2 separate regions of the Callithrix jacchus genome follow, and region 2 is linked to region 1. The links are chromatin contacts, called in public Hi-C maps. All regions are on one chromosome and are shown on one strand. Each heading gives the region's core, a stretch centred on a gene start, on an enhancer-like site or on the middle of the called end of the contact. The rest is flanking DNA. Distances are from core to core; before and after follow the strand shown.

Region 1 (3,802 bases), core at 636-3,135:
GCATATTGTGTTCTGAATACTGTAGGCAATTGTAACACAATGGAAAGTATTTGTGTATTTCAACATAAACTTAGAAGAGGCACAGTAAATATATGGTATTATGATCTTATGTGGCCACCATCATATATGTAGTCTGTTGTTGACCAAAACATTGTTATGGATATGAGGCAGCTGGAATTATTAATGTAAATAGATTTGAGAGAGAGGAAGGGTCAAGGTTGACTTCAAAGCCATGACAAAATTTTCTGCATCAAGTTTTGAGGAGCCCCTGAATTCCAGAGTGTGGCAGAAACAGACCTTTAATACTTATCGGAAGCCTTAAACTATATGTAGCCCCAACTCATCAATTCCCTCACTGGGAATGGATTCCATGGAAATCATCAAGGACTTCTGCAAAGACGTGATTACAGAGAATCCCATCGAGGCCCTGATTTAACAGTGACCTACAGAGAACTACTTCATCATCCAGTAATAGGACATTGATTAGGTAGATTCTGCTCCATCCATAGAAAGCGACATTATGCACCCTTTAAAATGATGTGATAAAACTATTAATATGGATATATGCCTCGGATATAATGTCATCAGGCAAAAAGAACCAGCAACAAAACCATATTACAATATAATCCAATTTTCAAAACCGTGTGCACCATAGGAAAACATGTCTGGAAACATAAACAACTAAATATTAGCAGTGGTTACCTCTGGGGCAAGATTAAACGTTGGTTTTTTATTTTTAATTTTACCTGAAAATTCTAGCTTTACTCCGGTAAGCTTGTATTACTACAAGTAAAGATCTCCTGTTTCCCCCCACATCAGATCTACATTCTCTGAAGTTCCACAGCCAGAGCTGTAAAGGGCTGTCCAAGAGGAGGAAGGATCATTATTCCCTGGGCCTTTATCTGTGCTGCTCCCCCAGGGATCATCTGTTGTTTCAGGATCAGCTGGGGAGAGGCTCTGGCCATGCACCAACCCCACCCCACGTCAGGACATCTCAGCTACAGTAAATCCTAAACACTGCCCCAAAGTCATCTCCCTGGTCTAAGAACAAGTCATCACCAAATATCAATTGTCCCTAGCGTCACTCCAATGTTTTCAGCCAAGAACTGGCATTTTCATAGCACTTCATAGTTTAGCCCTTGCTAAAATCTAAGCATGATGATCCATTTGATAGGTTACTTGCCTTTTAGGATTTTTTTTGTTGTGTTTGCAGAAGGCCGTTTGATACTCTAAAACCACCCTGTGAGAGAGGCTGAGTGGGGAGTCAAAAGCATGCCGGCTTTGGAACCAGATTTGGAACGATTTGTCTTGGACAAATGGCTTAACCTCTCTGAACTTCATTTTCCTCTGTAAAAAAGGCTAATAATCCCACTCCTCCAGAGTTGCTCTGTGGAAGGAAGAGTCTATAAGGTGCCCAGTAGAATACAGAAGGTGCTCAATACAGACCTAGCATGATTATTTTTAGATCCATTTTCTAGATGGGGAAGTCAAGGCTCAGAAGGGTGAGGCGACTTGCCAAAGGCTTCCCAGCTAAAGAGCAGCTGAGATGAAAGATGAACCCAGGAGCCCTCCGTCCCAGGCCAGAGTTTACCTGCTGCGCACTTCTTTCTCTCAGGACTCTGGGGCCTGGGTGACCCGTCCCTCTGCGACCCTCTCTGGCTCCTTACCTGCTCCCTCAGAGCCGAAGCCTCCTCCACCCGTCCCTGCAGCCCTGCACACATGAGCTTTGTTTTCTGAATTCCCAGGCCCGATTTCCAGGCAGCATGGGTGGGTCTCATTTGCATAGGTCCTAGCAGGCTTGGCCAGCTCTGGCTGTTTCAGGTTTTCTTCTTCCTTCTGGTGACTTTGGACTCCCTGCACACCCTGGAGGCTTTGCTTGCTTTGTCTTCCTCCTGTGAGTCACTCTGGCTTTTGCTCCGAGGGGGTTGAAGTGCACTCATCCTTGCAGGCCTCTGTTCTGGATGGGTTGATCTCCTGCCATCCCCTCCGGTTCCACTTGCCCTCTGTGGCTGACCCGCCTCAACTCCTGGCTTCTGCCCAGATGGATCCTTCTTCCTGCTGAGCCCCTGCAACCAAAATACAAACGGCTCTAACAACAGTGGCCATTAATACAGCAGAAAAAATAGTCGGAGAGAGGCAGTTGAGCATCTACCCGAAGAGCCAGTGTTCTCAAGCCAGGCATACTTCTAGGTCAGAATTCAGTACTCACTGAGAGTCCAAACTCCACTTAACTAGCGATGGAGACTTGAGAAAATCAGTTAACTTCTGCCAGCCTCAGTTTCCTCACCTGAAAACGGCCATAATCACCTACCTACTCAATCTGCAGATTAACAAGGTGATCGGGGTCATATAATAACACAGTGCCTGGCACACAGTAATACAGTAAATGTTAACCAGAACAATTATTGTTATATGACCAGTCTGTTCACATGGCCCATCTTTTGTTCCCACTCAAATTCTGTTTGTACCTATGGTCCTCTTCTTTTCTCTCTTCTCTTCTCCTCTCTTCTCTCTCTATCTCTCTTTCTTTGACATGGTCTTGCTCTGTTACCAAGGCTGGAATACAGTGGAGTGATACTGATACACTGCAACCTCCACCTCCAGAGTTCTAGCGATTCTCCTGCCTCAGCCTCTGGAGTAGCTGGGACTACAGGCACCCAACACCATGCTCGGCTAATTTTTATATTTTTAGTAGAGACGGGGTTTCACCATGTTGGCCAGAATGGTCTCGAACTCCTGACCTTAGGTGATCTGCCCACCTTGACCTCCCAGAAGTGCTGGGATTACAGGCGTGAGCCACCATGTCTGGTCCCTTATTTCTTTACTGACATATTCAGTAGTGCTTGAGAAAGAAATAAGTAAATAAACGTATCTGCTTGGTGATGTAATCAAAAGCCCCAGTTTCCTCATTTTGTGTTTTTTTACATTAATTTTTATGTATTTATTTATTTTGAGACAGTCTCACTCTGTCATCCAGGCTGGAATGCAGTGGCATGATCACAGCTCACTGCAGCCTCAACCTCCTGGGCTTAAGCAATTCTCCCACCTCTGCCTCCTGAGTACCTGAGACTACAGGTGCATGCCACTGTGGCTGGCTAATTTTTGTATTTCTTGTAGAGATGGGGTTTCTCCACATTGCCTAGGCTGGTCTCAAAACTCCTGGGCTCCAGCAATCCACCTACCAAAAGTGCTAGGATTACACTTGAGTCACCATGTCCAAATTTGATTTTTAAATAGGTTATATATTTACATGGTTGAGCACGTGAATGGTTTGATTTCATAGTGAAAACTTTCTCTTCCCAGCCACCTGGTTTCCCTGGAAATCTAAGTATTATACCATCAGTTTGTTGTGTATCTTTCCAAAGATGTTTTATGCATACACAAACAGCATTTCCATGGCAAAACATCTATGTATTCCTTTTCCTCCTTTTTACACAAATATGTGTGTTATATACACTCTTCTGCATTTTTCTTTTCTTCATTTGATGATGTATTTGAGATATCGTTCTGTATTAGTACATAAAGACCTTCTTTGGTTTTTGGCCGGGCGTGGTGGCTCACACCTGTAATCTGAGCACTTTGGGAGGCTGAGGTGGGTGGATTACCTGAGGTCAGAAGTTGGATACCAGCCTGGCCAACATGGTGAAACTCTGTCTCTACTAAAAATACAAAAATTAACTGGGCATGGTGGCAGCCTCCTGTAATCCCAGCTACTTGGGAGGCTGAGGCAGGAGAATTGCTTGAAACCAGGAGGTGGAGATTGCAGTGAGCCGAGATCACACCATTGCACTCCAGCCCTGGT
Region 2 (3,802 bases), core at 702-3,201, 340 kb after region 1:
GGATCTCAGAGAGGGGTATCTTTCAACTATTCTATGTGTTAAAAAACTTCCAAATTAGAAAAAAAAAAAAAGCAAATAGCCTGGGCGTGGTGGCTCACGCCTGTAATCCCAGCACTTTGGGAGGCCGAGATTGGTGGATCATGAGGTCAGGAGTTTGAGACCAGCCTGGCCAACATGGAGAAACTCCATCTGTACTAAAAATGCAAAACTACATAAAAAGGAAAAAAAAAATGAGCTGGGCATGGTGGTGCATGGCTGTAATCCCAGCTATTCAGGAGGTGAGGCAGGAGAACTGCTTGAACCTTGGAGGCAAAGGTTGCAGTGAGTCGAGATTGCACCATTGCACTCCAGCCTGGGTGACAGAGCAAGACTCTGTCTCAGAAAGAAAAAGCAAATGATTGTAAAAGAAAAAGATAAAAGCCATAAATCTTTGCTGAAATCTACGCTACAAAGGCAGGACTTGTATCCTGTGGCAGAAAAATGTCCTAACAATCCTCTTACCCCAACCTCCACTCAAAGCTTCACTTAACCACAGAAGCTGTTCCTCATAATATCCCTCTTTTCTCTCTCTCTTGCTCTCTGCAAAGCTGCAAGTACTTGTGCCAGCAGCTCTCTGCATCCTACCCCCACCCCGGCACCCCTAACTTGGCCCCCAGGCCTTTTTCTGTGGAGTATCCCAGTTTTTCTCAACACCGGTTTGGTGACTAGGGACACAGGTTCACAGGTGGGACGCCTGGTGTGATGTCTCACTCTGGCATTTACATGCTGGGTAGACTCAGCCAGATTATCGAACCTTTCTATGCCTCAATTTTCACATCTGTAAAATGGAGGAGAACATCAGTACCTATGTAACAGTGTCGTTGGGACGACGATTAAATGTTTCCTAACAACCCCGGAGCACAGGGCAGAGAGTAATTGCTCATGAATGACACAACTGTCCAAGGTAGGTTACCCAGCCTCAGGCCTCGTCTTTTCGGGACACCTGACTACATGAGACTTGGCCCCCAGTGTGGCTCCCCAGGTATCTCTGTGCCTCAGTGGGGAGATGGACGCCAGTGCTGCTTGCTCTGTGTTCCTGGGCCTCTTCGCCCTCCAGCACACAGATGACAGCACCAAGCCACTACCTTGACCTTGGGATGGACACACCTGGCTGTGGCCGCTGGGTGGAAGCATTCAATTGCAGATGCTCCAGTTTCTCTCTTGCTCGCCTCCTAATTGATACCCAGGGGCGATGCCTGGCCAGCATGGGAGTTGACTCTGCATGAGTGAGAAATACACCTTTATGATTTGAAGCCTCTTAGATCTAGCAGTTGTTTTGTTTCCACTGTAACCTTATCTATTCCCACTGATAAAACAGTTACCCTGTCCCAAGCTAAGGCTCCCTGGAATGCTCACCTAGATGAGGGTCAGTCTTAACTGCAACTTTCCAAGTATCTCTGAGTCCCAGCCAATGCCTTCACTCTGTTAGAAACCTCCATGCTCAGCTCTGCCAGCCTCTGCAGCCCCTTTGTCCTGGCCAGGGGCCACTGAAGCCTGATAACAGAGAGGGCTGTCTCGTTTCCCCAAATACAAGCTCTTATCAGCCTCACTCACTACAGGACATTTGGTCATTGTCTTAGTCTAGACATCAAAATTAAAATCTCTTATGAGCTCATATTCTGGGGAAGTTGGGTCAGGCTGTGTCAGGGCCAAAATTCCTCTGCCTCCGGCCCAGCTGCTGCTACAGCAGAGATGAAGCTTGTTGGAAGGGAGACTAAGGATGAGGGTTGGAGCCTGGACAGGGAGCCAGAAAGCTGGGCTCTGCTTCTCACTGTGTGATTTTGGTGAGTCCCTTTTTGTCCCTAGGCCAAAAATGAAATGGATTTGTCTTTTCCTGCCTTGGGGTCCTTGCACAGTCTGCTCCCTCTGCCTGAAGCTCTCACCATCTCCCTTCCTCTTCACCTGGTTAACTCTGGCTCAGCCACCACATCTCAGCCTAAAACACAGGGTCATTGTGTTCAGGAAATGCCTTTAGCGCAGACACCTTCCTTTAACTGTGTGTCCAGAGACTCTCCCTGCTAGGCTCAGAGCTCCGCAAGAGAGTGAATCTGTGTCTCCTTCTCTGTGACCCAATGAAGGCTTGGTGAAGGAATGAGTGAGGTACATCAATCTGCTCCGCGAGAGCCTACAGCTCCCTGGCACCTGGCAAGAGCTGCAAGAGGGCCCCCTCTTCTCTTTTTGCTTCCCCTGCCTACTTGCTGGAGGATTGGAAACGCCTTGGCAAGGATTAAGGGTGTCCTGAGTGACTTGGCCCTTTGCTGCCTCCTTGCGTCCACTTCCAAAATAGCAGTCCCGAGATGCTTCCACTAGGTGGAGGAAATTGGGGGGCTTCCATGTGTTGTGGTCTCGCTCATTTCCAGCAGTAGCCTTGTGAGACAGGAATGATCATCCCCTGTTTAACAAATACCGAAAGTCCACGTTTGTTCATTTGTTTGTCAAGTAATAATTGAGCACCTATTATTTGCCAGACACTTTGTTGGGAGCTGGTGCTTCCCTGGTGAACAGCACCAATGTTCTGCCCCATGGAGCTTATGTTCAGGTCTGCAATAGGGAAGGAAGACAGTAAACAAGTGAACAAACATTTTTTATGAACCGGGTGTGGTGCCTCATGCCTGTAATCCCAGCACTTTGGGAGGCTGAGGTGGGCGGATCGCTTGAGGTCAAGAGTTCAAGACCAGCCTGGCCAACATGGCGAAACTCCGTCTCTACTAAAAGTACAAAAATTAGCCAGGTATGGTGGCACATGCCTGTAATCCCAGCTACTTGGGAGGATGAGTTATGAGAATCATGTGAACCCAGGAGGTGGAGGTTGCAGTGAGCCAAGATGGCGCCACTATACTTCAGCCTGGGTGACAGAGCAAGACTCTGTCTCAAAAAAACAAAAACAAAACAATCCATTTTGCGTGTGTGTGTGTGCGCATGCACGCGCGAGCGCGCACAAGAACACTCAAAATGCCCGGGGGATGGGGGCTGGGCTTTGGTGGTCCAGATGTTAACTGACTTGTCCAAGATCACAGAGATGCAGTTAGATTTGAAACTGGTAGTAGCAATCGTTACTAATAACTCTGTAAGCCCTAGCTCTGCCACGTGCTGCTGAGCTCAGTGCTTTTCACATAGATGCTACAGCAGCCCTACTATTATCCCCGTTTTGCACATGGGGAGCACAGAGAGTCTAGGTAACTTGCCCAAGGTCACTCAGCTGCTCAGTGGTGGAGCAAGGACTCAATCCAGGCAGTGTGGTTCCAGAGCCTGCCCTTCAACAGTATAAGACAAAATTTAGAGGTTTTGACATCCAGGGCCTTGGGGATGGTGGCCACAAACCCACTGTGCTACTGTCCTCCCAGCCCAGCCAAGTAGACCATCCTGGACAGTCCCCCGTCCTCAGACCATCCAAGGTGGCTGTGTAGCCTCCTATCCCATGAGCTGGAAAGGATGGGGCAAAGAGGGTGCTGTGGAGAGCCCCTAGCCTCAGGAATCCTGATGGGCTGGCCGTGGGGACAGAACTAGCCCACGCTGGGCTATGAGGTGGGAGGCTCAGAAAGCAGGAAAGGCTTCTTGGAGGAGGTGAGGGGTGAGGTGGGCCTGGGAGATTGAGTGGGATTCAGATGTACAATTCAGTGGGGAGAGCAGAAGCCAAGGGAACAGTGGTGGCAAGGGCAGGGAGGTGGGTGCCAAGCTTCAGAAGGAGGGAAAATGAAGCTGCATCAGGACCTGAAGCTTCAGGGCTTCTTCCCCAGGCTGGGGAGCTGTTGCAGGCATCTAG

The links. Hi-C and Micro-C count contacts between places; a contact is called where the count stands out from the background.
Region 2: a contact with region 1 is called in a Hi-C map of induced pluripotent stem cells, with 6 times the contacts expected there. The contact joins the enhancer-like site here to the promoter of RNF183 in region 1. A contact is called at or near these places in 2 of 3 Hi-C or Micro-C datasets (induced pluripotent stem cells and skeletal muscle).

Annotation. Positions count from the first base shown.
Region 1 is chr1:161,616,179-161,619,980 of calJac240_pri, forward strand. RNF183 (ring finger protein 183) reads right to left here and starts at 1,886. Exons shown (of 3, transcript XM_009001561.6): 1 at 1,668-1,886.
Region 2 is chr1:161,956,205-161,960,006 of calJac240_pri, forward strand. No RefSeq gene overlaps it. Among named protein-coding and RNA genes, the nearest start is that of RGS3, 190 kb to the left of the region's middle. Within about 2 kb of position 1,952, at least 5 of the 16 cell types and tissues checked have an H3K27ac peak or open chromatin away from gene starts, as enhancers often do.